2 separate regions of the Lactuca sativa genome follow, and region 1 is linked to region 2. The links are chromatin contacts, called in public Hi-C maps. All regions are on one chromosome and are shown on one strand. Each heading gives the region's core, a stretch centred on a gene start, on an enhancer-like site or on the middle of the called end of the contact. The rest is flanking DNA. Distances are from core to core; before and after follow the strand shown.

The links. Hi-C and Micro-C count contacts between places; a contact is called where the count stands out from the background.
Region 1: a contact with region 2 is called in a Hi-C map of leaf, with 7 times the contacts expected there. The contact joins the promoter of LOC111901521 here to the promoter of LOC111911664 in region 2. A contact is called at or near these places in 2 of 4 Hi-C or Micro-C datasets (leaf and seed).

Annotation. Positions count from the first base shown.
Region 1 is chr5:113,904,083-113,911,643 of Lsat_Salinas_v11, forward strand. LOC111901521 (beta-adaptin-like protein A) reads left to right here and starts at 5,426. Exons shown (of 11, transcript XM_023897381.3): 1 at 5,426-5,631; 2 at 6,015-6,531; 3 at 6,700-6,824. The coding sequence starts at 5,579.
Region 2 is chr5:113,474,442-113,481,669 of Lsat_Salinas_v11, forward strand. It overlaps LOC111911664, which reads right to left and starts at 2,436. Exons shown (of 5, transcript XM_023907415.3): 1 at 2,201-2,436; 2 at 1-2,054. The coding sequence starts at 1,970.

The DNA.
Region 1 (7,561 bases), core at 4,176-6,675, 430 kb after region 2:
ATTGGAACGAAGTATGATTGATTTCTTGATTTAACCATTTCTACAATTCTCGATTCCTCTTCTTAGACATGCAATTGCACTAAGACTAACTTAGAGGATCAATTGAGACATGGTTCTTAATCATAAAGACTTATCATAAAACACAATAAAAGGTACTCTCCCTTCTTCTTAGAATAGAGAAACTTTTATCTTTCTGCCTACTTGATTCTTCTTTATTCGTTCTACTATTCATTGAAACTCTTTCAATCAACTTAGAATTATACTTAATCTTATAAGTATAATCATATTTACTAAACTTTAGTAAATCATGACGAATATCTTTGTCACTCTTGTGGTGGACTTGATCAACGCACAACCTAGTGTACTTGATCTCATAGTCCTTCAATTGACACTTTGTCGAAGAATTAGTCTAAGTTTCCCAAATGTGAAAGTTTTTCATTCATCATATAATACACATTGCATGATTCCAAGTTTCTGTCCAATTGAAACTTGGGCGATGAGAAACTCTCCCTATTTGGTAAACTTTTGATATGTCCACAAATAACATAATTAAGAATCAAATCCATTGTTGCTAATAATAGAAACATTCAAACATCAATTTTTTCATACATGCCATCGCAAGGATAAATAAATAAGATAAAATCAAAATTCATTTTATTGCGGAAATTTTTTTTTGTCCTTACAATGCAATTCAATTGAAAAACTATGTTATTACATATTTCTTAACAATCTATTCTAACTCCAAGTAGTAGCTCAAGAATCTATTCTTCAAGTAATGCGATCGAAATCCATTTCTTCATGATTAGATTCAGCTCACTTCTTCCCTCAAGCTTCCTCTCTTTTCTTCGATCCTACAAAACATCAAAATGTAATCTTATCACATCATGTATTAAGAATCTAGAATAGAAACTCAAAAGAGTTAGATAATGGATTTTACCTGAAGCGGAGCCATACGTCTTGACTCTCCCATCTCTTAGATCTCTCAGGTAGTTAGGGCAGCTTCGTCTCCAATGCCCCTTCTCTTGGCAATAAAAGCAAATGGACTCCTTTGGCACAACACATCGGACAATCACAGACTTAGTTCTTTCTGCACTTCCAATGTTGCCAGTGTCCATTGAAGTTTGGGAGTTTGATTCACCAGACAAGTTTGCTTGACCAGCACGCCAAATCATTGCTGATTCAGCAGCTATAAGCAAATAGGTGAGATTAATGAGGGTCACGTCGTGATCCATCATATAGTACTCTCTAACGAACTCACTATATGATTCAGGAAGTGCCTGAAGAACCCAGTTAGCAGCCAACTCGCTTGAAATCTCGACACCCAACATACTTAACCTATCAACGTGTGACTTCATCTCTAAGACGTGTGCACACACAGGTTTCCCATCTTCGTGTTTACTTGCCAAAAGGGCTTGAGTGAGCTTGAACTTTTCAAGCCTTTGAACTTATGGGTCAGGGAGAACGATTGGAGGAGGTGGAGGAAGTGAAGCATGACTCTCATTTCCTTGATCGTATCTCGGAACGTCATCTTCATTTGGAAAGCTTGTTCCAAAGGATTTGGGAAGACCATTGTTAGATTCAGACATCTACAAAACGGGAGAAAATTCAAGTTATGTTGATTAGAATTCTTGATGTAACACCCAAATGAAACATCAAGCTAGGATCCAACACAATATTCTACAACCTATAAAAGGGATGCCGTAATCTAGTTGCAAAATATTTGAAGGTAGGTAAATGACGATTTACCAATTTCCACCATGAAAAACGAAAAGGAAGATTAAGTTTTAAATGAATTGAAACTCCTAGATCTTTTGAGATTCATTGAACTTTTCAATGGCATGTTTAATCTCGATTATGCCCTACTATTTGTGACTAGGATGCTGAGGATCACAAACAAGGTGTGAATAACCATACGAATCACGTGGTGCACCCAATGCTACTATCACCTAATCAATGTGCCAGTTAGCCACACACGCTCCATTGATCTATGACAAACATCGAGTCACCCTTCGCTACCAATGTCATCCCCAAATTAGTGTGCCGGTTAACCACACACGCTCCACTAACGTTTGACAGGGGTACGAAATGTAATTCTAAGGATTAGCATACAATTTCACATTTTTCCTAAAGTAACTATGATTTGGGAATTTGAAAAAGCATTTAGTTACTTTGTACTTCATTATACTTATAATGGAAGGTTTCTGTCCTATCCTACCCGTTCGGCTAACGACCCTCCACTAGTCAAGAGTGCGGTGGGTAAGAGTGGATACCCATTCAATCGCCATTTTATAGACAATTTCCTTAAACACCCCTTATAGACCAGTTTCGTGAATGAGGCCTACTAACGGTAAGATTGACTGTTTACTCATATATAATACTAGACTTTTAATGTTATATATAGTATAGGGTGTATTTTACACTTTTAAAATACTAGGTGGTTTAACTTAGTAAATTATACTTTTAATTTAATTAAATGTAAACCAAAAACTTTATGGATTTATTAAATCACTTTTAATTATACACTTTAATTAATTAATAAAACCATAAGGGGGGGATTTGAACCTTTTCAAATTATTAGGGTTTTAGAATTTGACATTTCAAAATTAAACTTATAATCAACTTTTAAATTCCAAAACTTGAGGGCAAGTTTTGAAACATTTCAAAACATTAGGGATCAAATAACAAATAATTCAAATTAAACAATTAATTTCATAATTATCTATATTTGACCTAATCTTATTTTAGTTACTAGATAATTACCAAATAATTTGAAATAATCCATATTTATCATATAAACAACCAATATTTAAAAGATTTGAAATTATCTATTGTTCTGGCATGGATAAACACTTAATTAAGATAAAATTCGGATTTTAACTTCATAAAACAAATTAAGCATCAAGTCCAAGTCAAAACAGCAGCCAAAACCCGAGTAGGGGTCAACTCGCCGAGTCCAGATACTGACTCGCCGAGTTGAGTCGAGCAGGGGCCAAAAACTCGATTTTTCATCAAATAAAGCAGTTAAGCATCACATACAACTGAAACCAATCAAGGCTCTGATACCACTGATGGGTTTTATGCATAAGAAACAATCCTATGTGCTCATACAAACCCTAATGCTCGGATCTAGGTTTCTCTATTGTACATGCTTTGAATCCAAGACTAATAAACTTAGATCTAACATATTATAAACTGAATTAGGGTATATAGAATTACCTTTGATTGTTATATAGCAATAACAATCAATTCCTTGATTGGATTGGCTTCAAAAGCTTAGTGCCTCAAGTGCTGCACCTCTAATGGAGTCACAAACACCATATACAACTTGGATGAAGAGGAGAAGGAAAGAGGCTGCCCAAAAACGACTAGAAACCCTAGAGAATCAGTTGTCCACGTTTTTGGGGCCTAAGGGGTCCTTTATATACTTGTGTGGGTTGCTAGGGTTTCAGTCAAAACCCTAATGGACAGCTTAAACTCTAAGCAGCCCATGGAACCTTCTGGATAAGGCCATGGACGAAAATATGATGGGCTTCCATCATAATTTCGTTCACCCCTTATTCCTTTAGCATTCCTTAGCCCAATAACTCAATTATCCAATAATTGCAGTTCAGTCCCCTAAATTTAATTAATCTCTTTTAGCCACAAAATTAATTCATAATTAATTATTGACTAATATTAACTAAACAATATGATTTCTCCTTTAATATATTATTCTCATAATATATTAATAAATCATATTTAAACCTTTCTCTCCTTAATTCATCCTACATATTGCTATGGTGAAGGCAACCCAAAAGGACCATGCTCATAATCGGGTCAAGTACATACCAAAATAGTTATGGACTTAAATACTAATCCAACATTTTTAAGATTTGAATTTTCAAATGTTGTTTGGTTGAAACCTCTGAATTGCAGTGCTGAATTATGAAAATGACAAATTTACCCTTATATGTTATCTTTTTGCTTAATTTAACGATTTTTTTAATAAAATAACCAAATTCATATTAAACATAAATCAAAATTAAACATAAATCCAAATCAAATAACACTATAATTTCTTGATTATACCCAAAGCAACACATATGATTTCACCAACAACATTATCACATTTTAAAGATCAACAATATATCAGTACATAACAACCAGATCAGTAACAAATTTCAGGAAATGAACAAAATCAACACATTATATTAGCAATTAGGAGCACCTTTTTAATAAAAATTCTATTTGTAAATGAACAAAATCACCACAAATCAATGGAAAACATGAGGAAGGAAGGACCGATCAAGTATGAATCAACATAATTATACCTAATTCCAACTACCGTTCATTAATTTCCTACACAAAAAACATAATTAATACCTATGGTGAAAATCAATTTCAAAACTCGATTATGAGAAAATCGATTTCAAAATTAGAGAATGAAAACCACACCGATGGAGAAAGACCGGAGGAAGGCATTGATTGGTGGTGGTTGTTGGGGAAATTGATTTCATAAGCTCAGTTTCAGAAAATTTAGGAGTGATAGAATTTCAACGATTGGAGAAGAAAGAAAGCCAAACCTGATGACTTGCTGTCGGACCGGGGGTTTGGGACGGTGGCGCCGTAGGTCTCATACCGGTGGTGTATGACAAGTTCGACCGAGAGGGTTGGGCATGGAGACATTGAAGAGGGCATAGAAAGAAGAGGGATGAGTTATTCAGTAGTGGGAAGAGAATAAGCAGAGACGGTAAGGTAGAGGGCAAAAAGGGAAGCGTGCCTTTTTTTTTTCTTTTCAAATGTGGCCAAGAGTCTGACCAAATAAGAGGTTATTTTAAGATTAATGGGGTGTTTGGATAAGAAAAAAATAGGTTGTTTATTGTTTAATCCCACCGCAATAAGCAAATTTAAGGTGTTTTTTGTTTTGGAAGTGGTTAAATATCTTTTGTCTTTTTCCAAGTTTGCGGAAGAAGACGTGCACTTGCAAAACGTCTACCCACCAGAAGGGAAAAGTGCTCAAAAAGTACTTTTATAGAAAAACAAACGAGGCCTAAGTGTTTGGATATGAGTCTTTAAAAACTAGCTTATTACGGTAGGAATAAGTTAAATAAGCTGATTTTAATAAATAAGGGGGAATGCTTATTGCTTATTAGTTATTTTACTCATATAAGCTGTTTTGTTTGCCAAACACTTAAAATGCTTATTGCTTATTTCCACTGCAATAAGTTAATCCAAACACATTTTAAAAAAATGTTTATTTCCACCGCAATAAGCAATAAACTAATAAACTAAAAACTATTTATCCAAACACCATACAAAAATAAGAGGTAAACATACACTTAGTTGGAAAGTTTTAGACATGCCTGTATTTAAAAGGTATTAAGTGGTAAACGAATAGCAGTAAATCATACGATACTTATTATAAAAAATGTTTGTTTTTGCCGTCTTTTTCTCATGTATCCAAGAACGTAACACACTCGAACAACATCGTCCACCGTAATCAAGGGCTCAAGGCTTCTCGCCCGTGAAAGTTGACGCTGTTACCTACAGATCGATTACGCTCACAAGCCACATCGCACTCTTTCTCAGCGATCGAACAATGGCTCCTCCGGCTCAATCTCAGCGATCTCCTTCGCCTTCTCAACCCTCCGGGTATTTGTTACCCTTCGCACTCTTTCTCACAAGACACAAATACATAATTTTCTTGATCCATATTATACCAAATTGTACAATCTTATACGTATGAATATTCTGTTTATTTTGCCTTTTGATTTTATTCCAAGTCTTTGGATCCATCGAATTAGACTTCAGCTATACGCACACACTTATTAGGTTATATGACCGAAAAAGTTAGTGTGAAACCCTAATTACTTGAAATTAATGAAGAAAAGGATGCAGTTTTCTTTCTCGTTTGGGCGAACACCGCCACAATCACAATCACAATCGCACACTGGACTTAGTGATTCAGATTTAGCTCATAATAAGCATAATGATAATGATACTTCTAATTCATGTTCAATTCCAAAATCCAACAGTAAAGGGGAGGTCTCGGATCTGAAGATGCAGCTTCGACAGCTGGCTGGGAGTCGGGCACCTGGTACCGATGACTCAAAACGAGATCTCTTCAAGAAGGTGATCTCATACATGACTGTCGGGATTGATGTATCCTCAGTTTTCAGCGAGATGGTGATGTGCTCGGCTACTTCAGATATTGTTTTGAAGAAAATGTGTTACCTGTATGTTGGTAACTATGCCAAGTATAATCCTGATCTTGCCCTGCTTACGATAAACTTTCTTCAAAGAGATTGTAAGGATGAAGACCCAATGATAAGAGGGTTGGCATTGAGGAGTTTGTGTTCTCTTCGAGTGCCGAATCTGGTGGAGTACTTGGTAGGGCCATTAGGTGCTGGGTTGAAAGATGGGAATAGTTATGTGAGGATGGTTGCAGCTGTAGGGGTGCTCAAGTTGTATCATATATCTGCTTCTACTTGTTTGGATGCTGATTTCCCAGCTCTTCTTAAACATTTAATGCTTAATGATCCAGATGCCCAGGTGAGTTGATTTTGTAAATTGTCGTCATGTTCCAGTAGTTACATTTCTACAGCTGTTGGCAAAACTAGTTTAATTTAAAAATAGATTAAGGTGGCGGAAGTGTCCAGTAATGTTTATCTAATGCAACAGTTTAAGAATCAATTTATTAAATATTGTAAAACTGTGCAGGTGGTTGCAAATTGTTTATCAGCTCTACAAGAGATATGGGGCTTGGAAGCAAGTACATCAGAGGAAGCTGTAAGGGAGAGAGAGGCGTTGATTAGCAAACCAATTATATATTTCCTATTAAATAGGTATGTGGTTTATCATTTATTTGATGATAACTTACTTGTATATGGTTCATTGAAGTTGGTATTTGGTAATTGTCGTTGTTATCTGAGTTCAAGGTTGGACCTAAAGCGATTAAGCCAACCATACCCTTGCCATTATTTTTTATGCTTAACGACCCAAACATCACATAAAAATAAAAGTCCCCTGTTAATAGATTTATTTGTTTATGGATGTAATAGTAATATACCATTGCGGAATCTCCTAATAAAGACTACAAGCAATCTCCTATGTGCCTAACACTTATGCAAGAGCCAATTTTGAAGTTACTAAGCGAAAAATAGACATTTACTCGAATTTCATACTATTTTGATCCACTGCATTATCTTGCATTACTTCTGGGATGGATGGAGTCTTCCTCGACTGTTATATTATATAAGGTCAAATACCTCATTAGGTTTTGTTTCCAGCAGTCTGTTCTTTCTGTTCCTCCAAAATGTTTTGGTTGTATCTGTTTTTTTTTTTTTTTTAAACATAAGATACAACTAAATACAAGTAAGCTTTATCTTGAGTCTCATCTCATCAATGCATCTTAGTAGGTTACTCTAGGTCTTAACTCTTAATAAGGGTAGTTATGTTATGATCACCAAGTTAACGTGGTATTATTTATGTATTTGCTGATATCACCTTTCTTGAATGTGGTATATTCATTGAGTACTAAAATCTGGTTCGGTCACACCCTTTAAGAGTATTCTTTCTGATT
Region 2 (7,228 bases), core at 1,186-3,685:
CAAAGTGATATGCATATTTCAAACTTTTTAGATTCTATCAATGCTGTATCTAACTTCAACCCACCTGCACTATTTAGTGACCATGCAACAAACGGTACACATGATGCATCACTAAACCTGCGGTTTCGCCTTCTCACATAAACAATAGGTAGATGTCCTTCACTGCTATTAGAGCTTTCCTTTGATGTGCTTAAAAAAACAGAAGTGCAGTTCGGCTTGTCGGTTTCTCTTTCCAGAAGAAGCATGTTTCTATCAATAACATGTGATTGTTTTTGCTTTTTCAAAGGAGACGATTTAGCTCGATGAGAAGGACGAGCCAACCATGAGATGATTGGCTCTGATTCCATATGGGTCGCCATAAAGGCCTCGTCTTTTATGTGAAAGGATCTGGTTCCCTTGTCTTTCTTGTGGGTATCTGTATCTTTATTAAGGCTTGGCTTTTGTGGAACTTCACAAGGAAGAAGCAATAGTTTGAATCTTTCATTTTCAAGACTAATCCATTCTTCATCCCGATCATCATACTTTATATGATGAAGATTTTTTTCTGCATCATAATCGTTTACCAGGCCATAGTACCAACTTTCATCTAGAGGCCAGAAGATCTTAATCCTTCTGTTCAGGAACCAGTGAGCATCCATGTCATCAGAATGTACTTCGTAGAAGTGGCGCCTCTTTCTAGAGGCCCCCTTACCTTTCTGCTGTCTCCTGGGGCGTAACACTCTGTCTGCCGCATCAGCATCAGCATCAGCATCTGAAGCAGTAGGTTTTTCTGAAAGAGACTCCCCCCCATTCACAGATAATTCAGCAGAAGCACAAGTTCTGTTTTTTGATGCAAATCCAATACAGCTAGGATCAAAACGAGATGAAAGCATCCGAGCTGCATTCTGTTCAAGATCATCATCAGGATCAAGGTCACATGCACCAACGTTTTTCTCAACAGATGCCTCATTGCCTGATCCCAGATACTTTCTTTTCCTATGGTTGCTCCTGTTTCTTTTAGAAGATGAATCTTTTTCGGTACCTTCTCCCTTCTCAAGATCAACTGCTGCAGAATCCTCCTTTTGCTTACCATCTATTATTCCCTTTCTCTTAACATTGTTTCTAGGTTGACCCTTGGAATTTCCATTTAACTTACCCATCTGGTCAGCAGAAGTAGAATTACTGCTTAGGGATGCATCTGCACCAGGAACTTTGCCCTGTGGAATTTCATCAATCTCTTTTTTTAACTCGGAACCCAATGAGCTACTGTTTACGTGTGCATCTGCACTAGAAACATTTTCCTGTGGAATTTCCAGTGAAACATCCGGCTTACCGTTCTTTTCATGCAGATTTGAAGTAACTGTGGTTGATTCCTGTTTTTGATTCCCTTTGGAATCAACCACTCCCTTCTGATCAACCTCATTGTTACCGTTTAACTTAATAATCTGTTCTGCAGAAGAGGCCTTACTATCCACAGGTTCATCCCTGCCAGAAACCTCATCCTGCATATCTTCATTCACCTCATCCTTCAGCTTGGTAACCTTTTCAACAGAATCTGATGATGCAGATGGTTTAAGAAGATGACTCTTAGCAAACTTACTCCGCCCAACTGTTCCCCGTGGACGCTTTGGAATAAGTACACCATGGCTGTCACTACCAATATTAACACCAATGGCATTCAAGCCAGCACCACCATTAATCTTCTGAGCAAGCCCAGATGACTGAGCAGAACATGAATCAGCCCCATCAACTTCAATATCATCTATGCCATGCTTAACCCTTTTCCTCTCTGCCAGATCCTCAAAGCTACTAATAGCCACCTCATTCCTGTTCTTTCTCTTCTTTGCCTCCGCTCCCTCACCATTTCCCAGCCAACTACTCGTTTCCTTCTTGACAGGCTCCCCCTTGTTACTCACCTCCGATTTATAAAGTGTTTTGAGATCCAACGACTTTGTTTTACTACCTCCTGAGTTTCCTACACTAATCTCCATCAACAATCCCTCAATTTGAACGCCCCACACCGAAACCCCCAATTCATCTATCCCATCTGACACAACTTAAACCCACTTCCAGATCTGTATACCAGAAATTTACAACATAAAACAACAAAGTAAATCAAGGGCCATAAAATTTTCCACAAAACTTCCGTAACTAACACAAAGAAGCATAGTCATTTTCACAAAAGAAAACAATCAAAAAGAAGTAGGTATCGCATGCGTACCTTTCATGGATAACATCGAAACGGTGAAGATCAGAAGAGATATAGCCTCAATTTGGATGATTCAACCAGGGAATTTGATACGCCCAAAAACAGACCTCTGATTCGAAACCCTAATTGAAGATCATTTGCCGAATTATTTTTCTATTTTAACTTTTTTTAATTTATATATTTTTACCCCGGAGAGAGAAATAGAATGCTAGGGTTTGTTTTAGTCTAGAGACTAGAGAGAGAGAGAAAGGGAAATTCTTCTTATTACCACCTCCCTTATTTATATTTAATTTTATTTTATAATTTATAATAAATAAAATTCAAAACAAAAGTGCTCCAATCTTTAATGCAAACGAAAAAAAAAAAATTAAAAACAATGCATCATTTACATATTACTTATAATATAATCACGCTTAAATTATATTATTATTATTATTATTATTTAAAAGAATAAATATAATTAAGGTATTTATTATAAAGTATAGTATAGATAATCCTTTATTTTTATTAATAAATTACATTAATATTATTTTTACTACTAAATTTATGTACAAAGCAAAGTATAATAAATATAGCTTATATATAAAACAAAACCTAATATTTAAGTTGATTTAATTTTCGTAAATTTAAATAATATGGTGTCTTTAATTGTCTAGAAAACTACCGTCGTAACTCGTCTATAATAGTCTCTAATTAGTAATTTACCCATTTTATTAAAAAAAAAGTTTCAAAATCCGTTTTAGAAAAAATAAAGTTAATGACGTATGTATGTTACCATAATCCAAGTTGTAGTTAATAAACTTAGAATATGTATCTGGTGTGTCAACATAATGTGTCAAGTTTTAGGAATTTATTCGGGGTGTCACATGCACTTCATGGCTTTCTTAATGGTTTTACATTAATTGGTCGGGTAATCGTATATAAATATTGGTTGAATATAAATGCAAACATAGCCATGGGTGTCGTCAATTTGGGAAATATCATCATTGTTTGTATTTCATAATCTAGTATGGGTTTAAACGGATATTATCTGATCATCATGTTTATAAAATATACATGAGTTTTTAGTCTTTAGTGTCTGAGAATTCAAAAACCATTTTAAAGATTAAAGTATTCAAGTCTTGATAATTAGTTTTGGAGTTGACAGGATAAAGCATATCATTAAATCTAAATGTCAAATTAGCAAAATACATGTTGACCTTATAAGAATTTACATTTTTATATCTTTAACACCCATTTTTATATTAGAGATTTTGTTTTGTGCAAATCGCTCGCAACTATATATCATCATCACTAGTTTCTAGAAGCCTGAAAACTCAACTAGTGGTGTTAATGGTTTTTGGAGGAAAAGCGGTTTCTTGAAATGATTAAATGGAAGGGTTGTTTATTTATGACTCTGATGTGTTTGTGTTATAGTGTTTGTTTATGAGACCAGATCATTCTGAAATATTAACATCTTTATAATTATATAAGATGTAGCAACCTAAAAATTTCGACCCAATTATCGTCAATTAACAAACAAACATACAATTAGCATACAAACATTAATGGGTGTTAGTAATACAACACAAATTTTGTCACTGTAGCACGATGAACTTATATGTTTTGTCTAATTTGACTAATTATATATATATATATATATATATGTATATATATATATATATATATATATTTGCGCAATAGGCCATCTAACTTTTATTGTACATGTAGATTAAGTTATTATCGTTAGTTTTTAACCAATTATTCTAAATTACACGAACGACCCCTATGGTTTAAATCTCTTTCATAGTTGGTCCCTCACCAGCATTGTTCATCACGGACACCACCACCGTTCACTTACGGCACACCGTTCACCTTCGGCAACCACCATAGTACATCATTTATGGGTCCCATAGCCATAGCATTACTTTCCCCTGCCCTAATATTGCATCCTACCATAACCACACCCGTACTGGTGTCAGCCTCATTAATTTTCGATGACAGTCGAAGTTGAAAACGTCGCCCTTAGACTATCTCCTCTTACACTAACGGCGATGTAAATCATATGAATGATATAAACAAGACATTGAAGAAATTGCCGAAACTGAGTATTGAATCATGAGAAAGATCAAGCCTCAATAACCCAATCCCTCTCCGTCATCACTTGCTGCCAACTTAATCATGTCCTACAATGCTCTGATCAACCGTTGGTTCTCATTGCAAAGTCATCCTCCTCTACTTCTTCCTACTCAAAACCAATATTATGTCGTACCCCTACACACACCCAAGTATGCTAAAAGCTTGTACTTCTCTAAATCTCTTCTCACGTGGCCTTTCTTTCCACTGGCATTCCATTGTTAATGAGTACTCATATGATGTGTACATTGTTGCTCCCTTGATTAACCTCTATGCCAAAATTTGGTACACTGATGTTGTCAGCAAAGTGTTCGATAATACGCCTAAGAGAAATATTGTTCCCTTGATTGCTATTATCATATATGTATGCTCGATCAGTGAAGGTAAATACCATGTTTCAAATGTATAAGCAGTTGTAGTATGAAGGAATTAAGCCAAGTTTAATCATCATATTAGCCATGCTTTTAGGCGTTTCAGAATATACCCACGTCCAATCTCTTCATGCTTCTACAGTCCAATACGGGTTTGATTGTGATTTGCCTTTAGCCAATTGTTTTCTAAGTTTATATGGTAAATATGGAAGTATCGTTGATGTTAAGAGCTTGTTTGAATCAATGGATAATCGAAATATTGTCTCTTGGAATTCCTTAGTTATGCATCACTTACATATTACTTATAATCACACTTAAATTATATTATTTTATTGTTATTATTTAAAAGAATAAATATAATTAAGGTATTTATTATAAAGTATAGCATACATAATCCTTTATTTCAATTAATAAATTACATTGATATTAATTTGCCTACTAAATTTATATACAATCCAATGTATAATAAATATAGTTTATGTATAAAACAAAACCTAATATGTAAGATGATTTAATTTTTGTAAATTTAAATAATATGGTATCTTTAATTGTCTAGAAAAATATCGTTGTAACTTGGCTTTAATAGTGTCTAATTAATAATTTACCCATTTTATTAAGAAAAAAGTTTTAAAATCCGTTTTAGAAAAAATAAAGTTAATGACATCTGCATGTTACCATCAACGGAGTCGTAGTAAATAAACTTAGGATATGTATATGTTGTGTCAACATAATGTGTCATATTTTAAGAATTTATTCGGTGTGTCACATACACTTCATGGCTTTCTGAGTGGTTTTACATTAAATGGTCGAGTAATTGTATATTAAATGTTGGTGAATATAAATGCAAACATAGCCACGGGCACCGTTAATTTGGGAAATATCATCATTGTGTTGTATTGCATAAATCTTCTATAGGTTTAAACGGGTATTATTTGGTCATCATGTTTATAAAATACACATGTCGGCTTTTAGTCTTTAGGGTTTGAGAATTCAAAAACCATTTTAAGGATTCAAGTATTAAAGTCTTGATAATCAGTTTTGGAGTTGACACGGTAAATATATCATTAAACCCAAATGTCAAATTAGCAAAATACATGTTTAATTTTTAAGAATTTACATTTTTATATCTTTATCACCCATTTTTGTATTAGAGATTTTGTTTTGTGCAAATCGCTCGCAGTTATATATCATCGTCATTAGTTTCTAGAAGCCTAAAAACTCAACTATGGGTGCTAATGATTTTTGGAGGAAGAACGGTTTCTTGAAATGACTAAATGGAAGGGTTGTTTATCTATGACATCGAGCTTGATGTACTTGTATTATGTTGTCTATTTATGAGACCAGGTTATTCTAAAATATTAACATCTTTATAATTATACAAGATGTAACAACCTAAAAATTTCGACCCAATTTTCGTCGATTAACAAACAAACATGCAATCAAGTCATATATAAAATCTAGTGAGCTCACTGTATTTTAAATCTAATAGTGTATATTATTATTTGTATATTTATTTATGTATTATTGTACTCACATTGAAGCTTTTTCTATATTGAACCATGTCATTATAGGTCCATGAATAAGATGTGCATTACTATTTATTAATGATTAATACGAGAGAAAAATTCATGGGAAAATATTAATTAACATGGTATCAAAGCTAAATATCATCTCTCATTAATCCTTTCCTAATATTTCCTTCCTTCTTAGTATTCCTTCTTTCTATCTTTCCTAACCCTAGTTGCATATTTCATCCCCTTGTCGATGGTATTCTCTTTTTTCATTCCTTCTATCTTTTTCAATGGCAAACTACACCAAACCTAGAAAAACTTTGTAGTATAATGAATATAATGTCAATTATCCATCCTGAAAGATATTTATACTCAATAATCATATTAGAATGATATTACTAATATCATATGATCCCAATGGGTCACACTAACAACAAATGGATGCAGTTAGATTATTTATAAGAAATTGATTTTATTATAAATATTTATAACTCTTATAATTAACTAGGAATTATTTATTTTATGAAAATAATATTTTTCAATGACAAGTAACATAATATATCATAAGATATGATTTATCAAGTCATGTACATCTTTTTGGACAAGAATTTTTTTTGTCTTTTAGCTAAAAGGATAAGGTTTTATATCTTATAAAAGCTTAAATAAATTTTTATTCATTTTGTCTTCTTGTATGGCTTGGATCCGTGGATTTGAAAGAGACAAAAAATGTAACAGCCCGGATTTCCAGGTATCTTTATTGTTTATGATTTTGGTGTTTTGATAGGGGACTCGGCGAGTCGGAGCTCAGACTCGCCGAGTAGGGACGCGATTCTGGACGCGGGATTCGCTTGGACTCGGCGAGTCCAGGATATGGACTCGGCGAGTCCGCGCTGTTTAATGAAACCCTAATTTCTCGGGTTTGGGACCTATTTAAAGGGCTTTATGGCCGTCATTTGTACCCAACAGTCCATAGAGAGAAACCCTAAAGTGCTTTAGCGATTTGAGAGAGAGAAAGGAAGCATTTCTTGACCTTTGTGTGTTGT